Regions from separate parts of the Mus musculus genome. Here region 2 is linked to region 1. Evidence: chromatin contacts called from public promoter capture Hi-C data. All regions are on one chromosome and are shown on one strand. Each heading gives the region's core, a stretch centred on a gene start, on an enhancer-like site or on the middle of the called end of the contact. The rest is flanking DNA. Distances are from core to core; before and after follow the strand shown. Region 1 holds the start of Zfp385a (zinc finger protein 385A). Region 2 holds the start of Nfe2 (nuclear factor, erythroid derived 2).

Evidence for each region. Capture Hi-C pulls out chosen DNA fragments and counts their contacts.
Region 2: a promoter capture Hi-C map of adipose tissue shows a contact between it and region 1. The contact joins the promoter of Nfe2 here to the promoter of Zfp385a in region 1. A contact is called at or near these places in 11 of 39 promoter capture datasets (the C10 cell line, the HPC-7 cell line, HPC-7-derived erythroid cells and 7 more), 1 of 15 datasets of contacts at CTCF or cohesin (large pre-B cells), 14 of 484 Hi-C or Micro-C datasets (CD4 T cells, the G1E-ER4 cell line, the N1E-115 cell line and 6 more), 17 of 115 datasets of contacts at active chromatin or transcription factors (the 230-238 cell line, CD8 T cells, the HPC-7 cell line and 12 more) and 3 of 9 other capture datasets (adipose tissue, liver and pancreatic islet).

What each region holds. Positions count from the first base shown.
Region 1 is chr15:103,336,636-103,343,494 of GRCm38.p6, forward strand. Zfp385a (zinc finger protein 385A) reads right to left here and starts at 3,451. Exons shown (of 8, transcript NM_013866.2): 1 at 3,412-3,451. The coding sequence starts at 3,421.
Region 2 is chr15:103,252,390-103,259,248 of GRCm38.p6, forward strand. Nfe2 (nuclear factor, erythroid derived 2) reads right to left here and starts at 3,050. Exons shown (of 3, transcript NM_008685.3): 1 at 2,761-3,050.

The sequences.
Region 1 (6,859 bases), core at 2,201-4,700:
ATGAGATGGTTTCACTGTGCACTAACTGGGCGAGTAGCTGGTTCCTCTGCCTGGTTCAGTCTCATTTCTCATCTGTCAAACCAGAACAACAGTACCTGCCTCCCAGAGTTGATGACAGGATTGGACGAGTCTGTGTAAAAGTGCTGGCACGACACAGCAAGCACTCAATAAATGTTTGCTGAATAAATGAATTCTTTTATGATAAATGACAGTTGGTTCAGATGGCAGGTATTACTAGACCAAGGTCACACCAGTTAGTGAGGAACTTGAATGGGTCTCACAGAGTAAGATTTTTTTAAAAGCATCATGTTTTACTGGGTAGACTGGAGAAGAAAAGGGAGACAGGGAAAGAGGAAGGGATTGAGAAGAAGGAACAAATCCAAGGCTTTTGTTTTGTGGGAGGTGAGGGCTGCAGCAAGGTTGGAGGAAGAGAAGGTTAGGTGGGGTTGGGAGGAGTTAGGGTCGGGCTGGGGCAGGCGACTCTAGAGCGAAGCTCATTAGAGTAATTACCTCCAACAGACAGAGCCCCACCCTCACTCCCTGGGGGATTGTTAACACGTTCTATTCAAGACAGTTTCCAAGGGTGAGCTTGCAGACTCTTGGTTCGAACCCACCTGTCCACCTCCAAAACCCCGTTTAGCCCTGGGTACTTTTTGCATTCAGTCTCCCACAGTCAAGTCATATCTAGCTTCCTTCATCTCTGTGAGGGCTGCTCTTTTCCGTCCTCCCCTAAAAGGTCTGGCCAGGTCCTGTGCCATGGCCCCTGGGCTTTCTTTGGTGGGCTGGGCAGGCTTGACTTGGAGAATAGGAACAGCTTGGGCGGAGTCTGCTCTGGGAGTGGCTCATCAGGGTAGGGCGGGAGTGGGGAAGGTTTTAGGGTAGGGCTGTGAGTTAGTGACTGTCTCACTGAGGTGAGACTGAAATCTTGGTGGTGAAGGGACCTCATGAGGCTAACTAAGAAGGAACCAGTCTCTGAGATCGAGATTTCATCTTTCACCACCTCTGTTTTCCCTCGGGCATTTTAGCTTCTTCCTCAGAAATGGCCAAACTTAGGGTCAGGGTAGTGGAGAAAGGCTTGAACTTTTGTTTCTTATCCTTTTGGTCAAGTCCAGTGAATCTGTCCCCTCTGCCTCAATTCCTTCATCCTGGCAGAAGGCAGGCAGAGAGCTGGAAAGGCTTTGAAGTCAAAGATGAAAGAGACAAGGGGATGATTGTGCACAACTAAAAACACCAGCCCTAATAACCTCGGGGTATATGTGGGTGGGGGTGGGGCTTTGAGGGAGGTGATGCCTAGAAAGGGAGGGGCTTATTGCAGAGCTTTGGGAAATCTTCCCAACCTGATCAGAAGAACCCTCCCTTTCCAGGCTTCCGCCCCTCACTAAACCAGGGTCTTAGACAGTGGCAGCCTAGGAGTCTGAACTCAGAACTACCATCTTGAACCCTGAGGCCCTGATTCTTATGTGTGCTCTAATTTTGTTTTGAGCTAGGTTCTCACTCTGTAGCCTAGGCTGGCCATGAACTTATTCTTTAGCCTCGACTCCCAATAACCTCCCCCAACCTGCTGTGATGATAGGCATGAGACACCACATACAGCTGAGCTGGGCACAGCCATCTCAGGGTTCCTCTAGGGCTGCCTTGTAGAGGACTCAGTGACCTTAGCATTCAGACCCGAACACCTCAGTATGATTCTAAAGGTGAGTCTTGAGCACTGGCAGGCAGTTTCCTCCCTCGTTGGGATTTAAGGGGATGAGAGGAAAGCTAAGCTGAATGGGGGCACCACTAGATTCCCACCCCCTGTGGACTTGGCAAAAGGAGGGAGTTAATTATCATGTCCTCCAAAGAGATGGCTGGGGCCAGTTGGTGGCAGGGTCCAATGTCAGAGAGTTTGGATTCAGTCTTCTTGTGGCTGGGTGTTGGCAGGGGTCTTCCAGGCCTGATACCTAGTTTAAAGTGGCCTCCAGACCAGGGCAAACAAGGCTTAGCCTGGCCTACTCTGGGCAAGCAGGCTATAGCCGCTACAGCTGGCCCAGGATACAGCTAGAGTACAGGAACACAACGGTAGGCAGAATGTGGAGCCTGTGTGTTAGGGTCCTGAGTCTAAACTGTGTTGAGGTGTCTCCCGGAATTAGAAGGCAGACCACCTACTAGAGACAGCCTTGGGGCAGAGGGATTTAAATAGCTATGATGGTTGGCCAGCTGGAGGGAAGCAAGGCATAAAAGTCGTGAGAGAGGCTGAGACCACACAACAGCTAGATGGAGGAAGGACGCAAGAGTGGAGAAATGGGCTAGGAAAGATACACAGTCACTGGAAAGAAGAGAACACAGGCAGAGAGTCTTGGGAGAGGGATGAGGACACGGGATATAGTTCAGCATAAGCACAGAGCCAGGTGTCCTCAGTGGGGGCAGGGAGACCACAGGTGTCTGAGAGTGGTAGGGGGCTTCACAATAAACAGGGCCCTGGAACCGGCCTAGCCAGGGTGGAGGTCAGAGGTCAGAGCAGGCCCTGCACTGCTGTGGCAGCAGGGTTGAGGGCAGGGGCTGCTGCGGAGTCCGGAGTACAGCTAGGCCCTCTCCTCCCCCATCCCTGGGGCTCCCTTCCCGATGTAGGTCATGAAGATGGGGTGGCCAAGGCTGAACGGGCTGGCTGTCAGAGCCCAGCGGGACTTCCCTTCCCCCCACTCTGACTTTCCTTCTCTCCTTGGTCTCCTGTAGCCCCCGACCCACGGCTGGGGTGGAAGGGAAGAAGGAGGAGAAGAAGAAGGGCCCAGGCAGCCGGCGCAGGGAGAGAGGGGCAGGTCCCGGCGTGTCGGGGCAGGATGGCTGCGGAGACAGGATCTAAGCCGCAAGAGCCCGGGATGGACAGTTTCCCACCCGCTCTTCTACCCAGCCCCCTTATCTTCACCCGTCAGGTTCCCACCTCCCACCACACTCACCTCGAAGCTACACCCAGCATCTTCTTCCTCCGCCCCCCACTTCCTCCTTTCCCTCTTATCCTGGGCCCAGAAGGCTGTCGGAGTGGCTAAGCCAAGGGTGGGGGAAGGCGCTGGAGGTGACGGGTCAGAACCTTTACTCCAACTCTACCAGGCCAGGACCAGCCCCCTCCCACAGTCTCTCCTGCACTGTCTTATAATATTCATGAGCCTCATGAATACGCAATGTTCTCATTATGGGGCGGGGGTCTCGCTCTCTCGGCCTTCCTTTTGCCCCTCCCTATGTTACCAGGAGAAACCGCAGCTAGGGGAAGAGAGGAAGAGGGGACCCCAGATGTGCAGCCAGATGAGGGGGGAGGGGGAATGAGTGGCAGACCGGCGGCCGCAGTCACCGCGGTGCCGAGGTGAGGGAGGGTGGGGGTTGGTGACCCAGTGAGAAGGAACCAGGGACCCGGATCCCAGAGTCGTGGAGACCACTCACCGAGGATCATGCTGGGGACCCTGGCTCCCGGGGTTCCGCGTCGTTCTGTCCCGGGGGCCGTTCTGGTCGGACTCGGGGTACAGGGGGGAGGAGTCGGGGAGGAGCAGGGGCGGGCCGAGGCGGAGCGGGGGCGGGGCCCACAGCAGGTGAAGACCGGAGGGGGCACCCTGGCACCCCGGGCTCCGCGAGGGGGCGTCCTGGCAGCCTCCCGCTTCCTCCAGCCTTTCAGTTACCGCCCCCAATCTCTGGGTTTTAGGATGTCGCTTTAGCTGGGGCTGGGGAACAAGATGGTGTGAGGTTATTGAGGAGGCTGGGAACTAAAATGCCTGGGTTCCTGAGTGGCTCAGTCTGAGGGCGGGAAGACTCATTCTCAGCTGATAGAGGGACAGGATCCTAAGTGATCTGGGGAGGAACAGAGCCCGGGTTGAGTGGGATAGTGATGCCCCTCTAGAGCAATGGGCTGGGTGGGCCCTGGAGGTGCAGGGAGGATGCCTGGGTCCTACTTTGTTCCGCTTCGGAGCAGGATGTCGAGACTGACTATCAGAGGTGAGTCGTGGTTCTGAAGATGGATTCGAGGTTTATCTGACAGTGTTCTTAGGGGAAGCTAAGTGAACAGATTGCATTCAGTGGTCCTGAGGAGGCAGAAATTAGAAGCTTGCAGTGGTGATTGCTAGGCTATTTAGAAGATGACAGAAGGTCAGAATCAGCGAGGTTCAACCTTATAGAGATGTCCTGGACTGAGCTGGGGAGGAGGGGCATTTATCCCGGGGTTAAATGCAGGACACCTTACCAAGAAGAGCTTTGATTCAGGTGGCAGGGGTGTAAGAAGGCTGGGGAGACGTTTGAGAATGGGATGTTCCTAAGGCAAACAGGAGGAAGCTGGAGTGTGAGAGTCGGATAGGTATCTAGGGAAGATGCAGCTGCTACAGCCTGAACCTGTCTGTACCTGCCACAAGAGGGAGGGCAGCAGGCAGAGTTCCCAGAAGGCCAAGCAGCCAGCTTTAGGCCAACCCAGCCAGAGGGAGAGGGGGTGAGACTGGGAATTGGAACACTCATGGTTTAGGGAGGGTGGAGGCAAGAGTGAAAAGCGGGGTCATGAGTGATAGGATTGGATTCAGAAACTTTGAGGAAAGGAGGGCATTTCCAGCTTCTGGCGGGAAGTTGGGGCTTGATTGCTAACTCAGGTGCAGGAATTTTAGATTTGTTCCTACTGTGAGCCTCAGCAATGTCTGCCTTCCATCTGTGAAAAGCTGTTTGCAATTGCCAAGATACTCCAGCTCAAGGCTAGGTGAAAGATGGGTGCCGGCACCCTAGTCTTTGAGTCCTGTGATCCTGCTTTGAGGAAAGATGTGGGATCTCTGGGTCCACGAGAGGCCATCTTCTCGCTTTGAATCTAACTTGCTGGAATCCTCCTGCACTTCTATAACAGAAAGCCTGCTTCCTAGGTTTAGCCCCTCCTCTCCTTTTCCAGGTTTCTCCCCTGGGGAGGAGACATACTAAAACGAGGGCCAGCACTGGGCTTGGCTGATTCGAGAGCCCCCTCCTTGCCCTTCAGGCCCACCTGCCCACACTGTCTTTCCAGGGTCTCCCGAGTTAGGTGGAACTCAGATGAGGGATTGCTTAGCTTACTATGGGAGGCAGCTGGCTAGAGGGTGCGGTGACCTTGCAGGCAGCTGGGGGGTTGGGGGAGCATTGTGTGGGGCAGATTCATTATTGATGAGCCCCTGCACCCCAGGCTACTAATGAGTCCAGGCCGGCTGCCCTAATTGATGTCAAGAAACTTGAGACCCCCAGATCATCTTCCCGCTTGCCAGCTGCCTCTCCTGAGCCCCTTCCCCCTCTGACATCTCCAGTCGCTCTGCTTCCGTTTACTTCTTCACTTCTCTCTTCCATTTCCACCAACTCAGGCAAGCAAGGAGAAGGTTCGGGCGGCTGATCTCCACAGACAGACTCCATTCTCCTCTGGGTTGCTCAGGCCTCGGAGTGGGAGACACATCCTATCTGCAGGGCAGGTAGGGTGGTTGAGGAGAGGCAGCTCAGTTCAGAGACGACAGACATAGAAGAATCCAAGAAGTAAGCTCAGGGATGGTACTAGATCACACCCATGGCTTGCCTGAGCCCAAGGAATTCCTTAATTAGAGGGAGATCTCCTCACTCTCTCTAGAAGCAAAGGTACTTAACCGTATATTGACATACCCAGACACCAGCCCTAAGCCCCAGCCATTTCCTCATTACAGTGGGAGACATTTTAGATTCAGTCCCTGGAGTTGGTGTTTACCTCTTCCAATAGCATCTCATTGAGAGTTCTTACTATCATTGGACGTATTGGGTGCTTCTCTGCCTCACAGTGTTTTTGCTGCCTCAGTCCCTCTTTCTTCGTGGGTTCTGGGAAGATACTCATTAAGTATAGGATTCTAAGACCTTAGAGTGGTGTGTGGTTCAGGTGGAGGAATATTTGAAGGTGCCAGAAGTCTGAGTTAATAATAATAGCCCTGTTGATGGGGAGAGTTGGCTCTCATACCTCCTTGTCACAAATCCCCAGAAATTTGTGGCTATGCTGCCCTCTGGTGGTAAAACTCTGGTCTAGCGTGTCATAACCATCTTTGCCTTATTCAGCCTTTTGCAACATCAGGACAGACCTTGAGAAGAGGATCCTGGGGCTCCCTCATGTTACACGATTTCTCTTTGAAGACCTGAGCTCTCTGGCATGTTGGTTAAGAATAAGGGATTTCACAGTCAGGCAATACTGAGCGTGACTTGTTCTGCTATACAGTGTGACCTTGGACAAGTTACATAAGCTCCAGGCCTCAGTGTTTCCTGGAATAGAAGGGGTTAATGGTACCATCACGGGATTGCTACACTTATGATGGAAGTCGACAACCTGAGCTCAGATCCCTAGAACACACAGAAAAGCCTGACACAACAGCATTTACATCTGATATCTGATTGTACCCAGGAGACTCAGGAGAATTGCCAGGCTAGCCAGCCTACTACTATGCTCAGCAGTAAATAAGAGACCCTGTCTCAAGCAAGATAGGTGAGGATCAACATCCAAATTCAAGTTTGTCTTCTGACTTCCACATAAATACAAGCGTGCATACACACACAGGAAGGAAAATTAGACGAGATCATGTATGTGAGCCACTTAGTGCCCTTCACCCTGCCCTTGCATTGGCACACAATAGCAACACAAAACCCCAAAGCAGGTGATTAAAGGCACTTGTCACTAAGCCCAATAACCTGAATTTGATTATTTTTCTCTTTTCTCTTTCTGCCCCCCCCCCCCCCCCCCCCCGTCTTTTGAGACAGGGTTTCTCTATGTAGCCCTGGCTGTCCTGGAACTTGCTGTATAACTTGGCTGGCCTTAAACTCAGAGATTCAACTGCCTCTGCCTGCCTCCTTAGTACTGGGGTTAAAGGTGTGTGCCACCCCCTCTGCCTGTCATGAA
Region 2 (6,859 bases), core at 1,800-4,299, 85 kb before region 1:
CATTTGCAAACTCTTACCGTGGTTTTCATCATCTCCTCTTGGTCCATCTCTCTCCTCATCCTGCCTCCATATTCCCTGATACCATCTCTATCTGAATCTGTTTTCTTTGTGTCCAAATAGATTTCAAGTAGACTTGGCAAGGTTCTCCTGATATCTCAGGGCCAGACAGCACAGCATGTACATACATTCACATCCACACTACACATCATATAAATAAAAGAAACGCCTTACAGAAGACCAGAGGATAGGGCTGTATGACCTCAAATTGTATGACTTTATATGACCCATCACAAGGATAGCTCCTCCTGCTATTCATTATGGAGTCTCCTCTTGGACCTACCACAAAATGTATAGCCACTACCAAGTGTCCTTTTAACAACTGATCTGCCTGAGGCTCTGCCTCCACCCTCTTGCTATAAAGCCATCCCCAGAAATGGGAGTTGATATAGACAGGCCTTTGACCAACGGGTAGAATGGGTGGGGTGTTTATGTCTGTCCAGGATGCCATTTCAACACCGGAACTCCACCCTCCCCACCCAAGTTCTGGCGGAAATTGCCCAAAGGCTTAGTGAATGAAGAAGGAGTTTTTGGGTAGGCAGGGACTATACTGTTGCATCAAAGTTCTTCACCCAGTCTACCTCTCTTTGTCTCACCTGTCTTCCTGGATCTGAATCTGAGGTACTATACAAAGATCTTGCCCTAGTAGGCAAGATTCTCCAGCCTTCAAGATGTATGGCCTTGGACAAATTGCATCACAGTTTCCAGCTAAATGGAGACAGGAGTAGAGAAATTCACAACTGTAGAAGGAACAAGCTGCATCTAGTCAGCCACATTTACCTGGGGTGTATGGAAAACATGCCTGATGCCTTGGGATGTGCAGGCCCCTAAGAACAACAATGCCCTAGACATAGAGAGGAGGCCAGACTCACCTCAAGAAACACACATCTAGATGAATTTGCAGGAAAGAACATAAAGCCGGAAAGGGGAATAGCAAGTTGTCTATACTCTTCATCTAGCTACAAACCCAGGCAAAGCTAGACTTCAAGTGGTACCTAGCTATCAGCCCTTTCCTATGAAGACCTGAAAGTAAGTCTTCTTGTTCCTGAGATTAAAAAAAAAAAAAAAAAAAAAAAGAGTGTAGAGGGGGCAGGAAGAGGCTGGAGGCTGAGCAGAGGTTCATAAAGGAAACCACCAGACCATTGGCTTGTACCAGGCACAGGCCCTTTGGATCTTGGGAGCCTGCCTTTCAGAGGACCAGCAAGCTTGCAGCCAGTAGGACAGACTAGAAGCCAGACAGAAAGAATACCAGAGAGGGTAGTGAAAAGAGACAGGGAATGTGAGCTAGTTTTCCAGGGGCTCTTTAGCAACACTGCTCTTGTTTTACAGTTTAGCCTTCCTCTTCAGGTCATAAAACCACCAGATCTACTGGGGTGGTTATCCCCTTCGATCCTCCACACTGTAGATCTGGTAGAACTTGAGCCAACTGCAGAAACTTCCATTCTTCCTTTTCACTCTGGTGGTCCTACCTGCCTACTCTCCTTCCCTCCTTCCAGACCAACCCAGAGCCTTGAATATGCCATGCCAACACTCTACCACCAAGCTACATCCTTAGAATCTTCCAAAGATCTTCTCATGATTCCAAAGACTTCACAGGTTACAAAACTTTCTAGGGATACAGGATCATTTGGAGAGGTAGAAGAAGACATTTTGGCTTCCACTGCTAGCCTAAGACTTTGAACTTCTTTGACAGGGAGCTTGCTTCAGGGTACTGTATTGAGGCTTATTAGGTTACCCCACCTCTCTTGGTGTCAACACAGACAAAGGAAGGATTAGAGAGATATGAGTAAAACTTGGTGTGTAAATTAGCAGGTAAGCAACCTTGTTACAAAGATTACGGAGAATTTCTCAAAAGGGAGAGGCACGCAGAGGCAAAATAGAGAAGAAGTCAATAGAACGAAGAGGGAAGATTTGAACCACGAAGGCTTAGTCCCCTGGGAATATATATATATATATATCAACATGATGCTTGGAAACAAGGAAAAGGGAATGAATTTCTGCTCTCCAGTGACTCTATCCCTAGAACTCTGGCTCATTGGAAGCAATAAGTAGAGGCTGCAGTCCGCAGATCTGGTGGCTCTCTTTTCTCCCATAGCATCTCAACCTCCTGCTACTAGCAGCCAAGAGTTTCCATAGAAGCATCTACACTGAGATTGAATGCCCTCCTCTTTTCAGGTCCAGCTTAGGACTGTACAGGAGGAGAGGCAACGGGGAACCACTCAGCCAACCCCCCCACCTTGCTGTAACAAGGTTTTTCAGAAGTTCAGACATCCCATATTTATGGTCCCTTCGCTTCCCCCAAATCTCAGATGGTCGGGGCTACAGAATACCATGGGGAAGGGTACAAGGTGGCACCATATTACTGGAGCCTACTAGCTCCCCCAGTCAGCAGGCCAGTTGAAGGGTTCCTCCTGTTCACTCCCCTGCTCCTCCAGGGTGCTATTTAGTAAAGCATTGTGTAGCCCCCCCACCTACAACCTCCCACCCCAGCCACCCCAAGGGTCCTAGAACAGCCAGGAAGTCATCTAAAAGTATCTCCAAGTAGTATTATTACTCCTAATGTATCAGTTTCCTACACCAGGTATAGTCTAGGAAGATGTCTTAGAAACATCCAGACAGAAACTTAGGTATTCCTCCCTGTACCTCCTCCACCTGCCCAGCCTGACCTCCCCAGAGCCCACTGAGGCGTCCCTTCAGACTCGCCTTTCAGGCACCTGTGGCGGATTCCAAGCCCGGCGAGGAGAGAGATGAGGCTGCGGGTAGTGTCCCTGAGAGGCTGGGTCAGAGCTGACACCTCCTGGGCGCTGAGCGCTGCCTCTGAGTACTACTGAGGGCCGAGCCCCGCCCCCGGGCCATGGCTGGGCGCGGAGCACCGGTTGGCCCCGGTAGAAGCGGGCGCACCGGCGGTCTCTCCGAAGCCCTCGGTCGGAGTTACCAGTGCTTCCTCCAACCCTTCCCTTTCCCCGTGGCCCTCTTCTCCTCCTGCCCCTTCTGGCCAAGAGAGGAAACTTGAGCCCGGTGTGGTTTCTGCTGCACCCCGCCCCCGCCTCTCTGTGGCAGCGGGGGCACCCGGGGCTCACAGGCTTCAGACCCTCTCCAGCTGGTCCAGGACAGTTCATTCCCTGTTTGTTCGGGCTGACTTCACAGTCGATGGTCCACTCACAAGAGACTCCTAAGCTTAAATAAACATGGCCCGCAGCCTCCTCTTTCTTTCAGGTGGTGTCTCCTAAAGACCGACAGGGAAACTAAGTCATAACAAGGCAAAAGGCAGCAGGCAGTAAGAACCAGGTATCTGAGTCCAATTTGCTTAGGGCAACAACCTTCACTTCTAGAAAGCCTGGGCTCTAAGGGAACTATTTTGGGGATGAGAGGCTGCTAGCTGCTTAGAGGTATCCTTTAATGAGTTACCCCGCCAACCCCTGCCTCAGATGCTCTAGGACAAAGGATTCTTTTTTGTCCTATTTATTTATTTATTTATTTATTTGTTTGTTTATTTATTTATTTATTGCCAGTGTGTGTGGGGTGAGGGTCCTTAGGTGGGAGACTGTCCTGTTGGTTAATAATTAGTCTCCCTAAAAGGGATCTTTTTTTCTTGCAGGCCAGGCTACATATGTACATCAGATTCATCTCCTAGTACACAACAGCTCTGTATCAGACAACTGTGCTCTCCCAGAAGTCTCTCATCTGCTTTCCCTGTGCTGGAATTATAGGAGTGCTCACTGTGTCTGCTTCAGTAACTTTCAGACCAAAGGAACATGTCTTTTTGGTCTATCTAACTTCGGTTCTGATTGATACGGCTTACACCACTTTTTCTCTATTGTTTTTCTCACTGATATTCAAGTTAATTTGGAAACATTTTTAGACCAGAAGCAAAGCTGGGTATTTGACAAAAGACCTAGAACCCCTGTATTCAAGAGCTAGAGGAAAGGTGAGTTCAAGGTCAACATTGGCTACGTGGTGAGTTTGAGGCCAGCCTGATGTGCATGGGACCCTGTCTCTGAAAAACAAACTAATAAGATAGGCAGAAAAGCAGGTGAGTCCTACCCCAAGGTAGAGGTGTCATTCTGCTAACGCTTTGGATAGGATTGTGCTTTCTGTTAGAATAGTGGGACTATATTGGCCTGAAGCATGAACAACAGCTGCTGGGAGCCTTCCAACTGTTCGATCACAAAAGTGTCTTCTTTGACCACTCTAGTTCTCCCCACTATCTTCCACAACCTGGCAACATAGTCAAGCAAGTAATGACTTAGTGTGTTGATACCACAAGGAACCTCCCATCAAGCTAACATCTCTGAGATTTCCCACACTCAGCTAGACCTAAGGCTGAGTACTTCCCATTCCAACCTGATCACACACACCTGTATAGTTTATGCGGGTCAGGAGGCAATCCAATGACTTTACTGCATGCTGGATGTGGGCTTGGGGCCTAGTGTGAGACTGAATCTAGGTCACATACATGCCCTTGCATACTTATTAGGGTCCTCATAGGAGATAAGAGATAGTAACAGTCACACATGCAGTTGTTTGTATAATATCAGATTACAGATAATTCATGAACAGGGTGTATGGCATTTCAGATATATCTATATACAACATAGACAGACCTTAGCCTTTATTCATTCAAAAATATTTATTTTCTACTCCAGAAACACAAATATGACTAAGACAGTCCATGTTTTCACACCCACTCAGATCTATAGCCAGTGGACATGAAAACACATGCCTAAAAATCCAGTTCTTGGGAGGCTGAGGCAGGAAGACAGACTTTTTTTTTTTTTTTTTTTTAAGGCCAACCTGGGCTACATAGTAAATTCCAAGACAGCATGTGACATATAGTGAAACACTGTTTAAAAAAGAAAAAAGCATTCATGAAACAAAGACAAAAGAATCACTACTCCAGACCTGCCTGATCTATACAGTAAGTTCCAGGACAGCCTCACACATACATACATACATACATACATACATACATACATACATACATACATAGGAAGACCTTGCCTCAAAAACAAAACAACACAAAAAGTCTATGTGAAGCAGTGTGCAATGAAAGAAATTAATCCTACTTGGTGAAATCCAAGCAAGGCTTTCCAGTAGACTTGGGCTGTGGAGAAAAAAAAAAAGAGTATTCTAGCAAAGGTGTGGATATGCTGAAGCATAAAATACAGATGTTTCTAGAGTGGGCATGAGGTGACAAGTAGGTGATAAGCCTAAACACCCCAGGGGCTGGGGAATGTCACCTAGCAGCAAATATTTTCCTAGGTCCTAGGATCTGGGATAAGGAGTACTGTACAATTTAACAGGGGCTGGAGAGTAAGGCTTCTGAGAATCAAACTAGAGAGGGTATAGTCTCCCCTGCAGACACTACTAGAAGTATTTGAAGTCCTTTACTCCCTATTTGTTGGGATGTGGCCAGGTATAATGAGCTAAGTAAGTTGCCCATCTCCCCTGAGGCATTACAGCCCACTTCACCTCAACCCCTCCCAAGGCAGAGCTCTGTCCTGTGGTTTATGGGCTGTGCCCTGCCTCAAAGTTACCCCAGGGAGAAGGGGATTGATTCACTTTAGCCCCCTTCTGCCAGAGATCCCTGTGTCCACAGTCAATGCCCTACAACAATGCTTCTTTGGCTTGACTTACAATCTGCAGGGTGTTAGGGGAGTGCCACCTGAGTGGATTGCATAGACTTGGCCAAGTGATAATGACTAAGATTTTCCTGTCTCCACAATTCTTCAACCTCAACAAAGGTAGCAGAGACAGACTACAGATAGAACGGCGGCCACGTAGTTTTTTTTTACATTAACATTTTCCACTTTTGCTGCTCACCCAACCCCTAAATAGTTAACCTGTCACCCCAGTCCAACCCACCTCCACTACGTATGTGCACACCACCAGCAGCATCAGGTCAAGCCACAAGCATTGTTGCCAAACACCCCACTGGGTTATGCAACCAGCTTCCCGAGAAGGGTGAGCAGGGCGGGGTGGCTAGAGGTGGAACCAGGGGAGGGCCATGGGTCCCACAGGGAACTGGCTGCCTTGCTGGATTGCCTACTGGTGTGACCGCAGTGGCCCCAGAGGGCGGGGATAGTACTGGCCTTTTATCAGTGCCCCACAGCATTGCACCCGCCACCCCCTGGCTTCCTCTCTCAACAGACGGAAGGGGGAGGCAGCCACAGGGGGAATAGGGGGAGGGCCCGGTGTTATCCAAAGCAGCAGAGCAGGGCGGTTGCCCCGGATGGGGGTGGTGGTGAAGGACGCCTGGGACCCAGGAATACTCACGCTCCCCTGATGAAGTCGGGAGTGGGGGTAGTATAAAGTAAAAACTTTGCTAGATAGTGGAGTCAGATCTCCAGAGTCATCGGTTATTTTCCTTGTGTTCCAGTTTACATGTGGATAGGATTTTCCCAATTTCGAGAAGAGGTCCCTTTCCTCAAATAAGAATTCTCGGAGAACTGACTCTGAAGGGAAAGAGATGCTACACGCTAAGGCTAAAACAGCAGGAGGCTTCCCAGCGACTTGAGTCAGTTTCCCTGGACTCTAGAGTTTAAGAGTTGAGTCTTGCTGGGTGGTGGTGGCACACACCTTTAATCCCAGCACTTGGGAGGCAGAGTCTAGAGTTAGAAAATTCCAGAAACAAAACAAAACAAAAGCCTTTAGAGCTTAACTTCAACTAGACCTAGGAGAAATAGGTGTCCTAGCAGCTAATACAACAAGAATTAACTTTTCTTCTTCTTTGTTTTTTTCTTTCTTTTTCCTTCTTCCTTCCTTTCTCCCTCTTCCTTACAAAAAAAAAAAATCAAAAAAC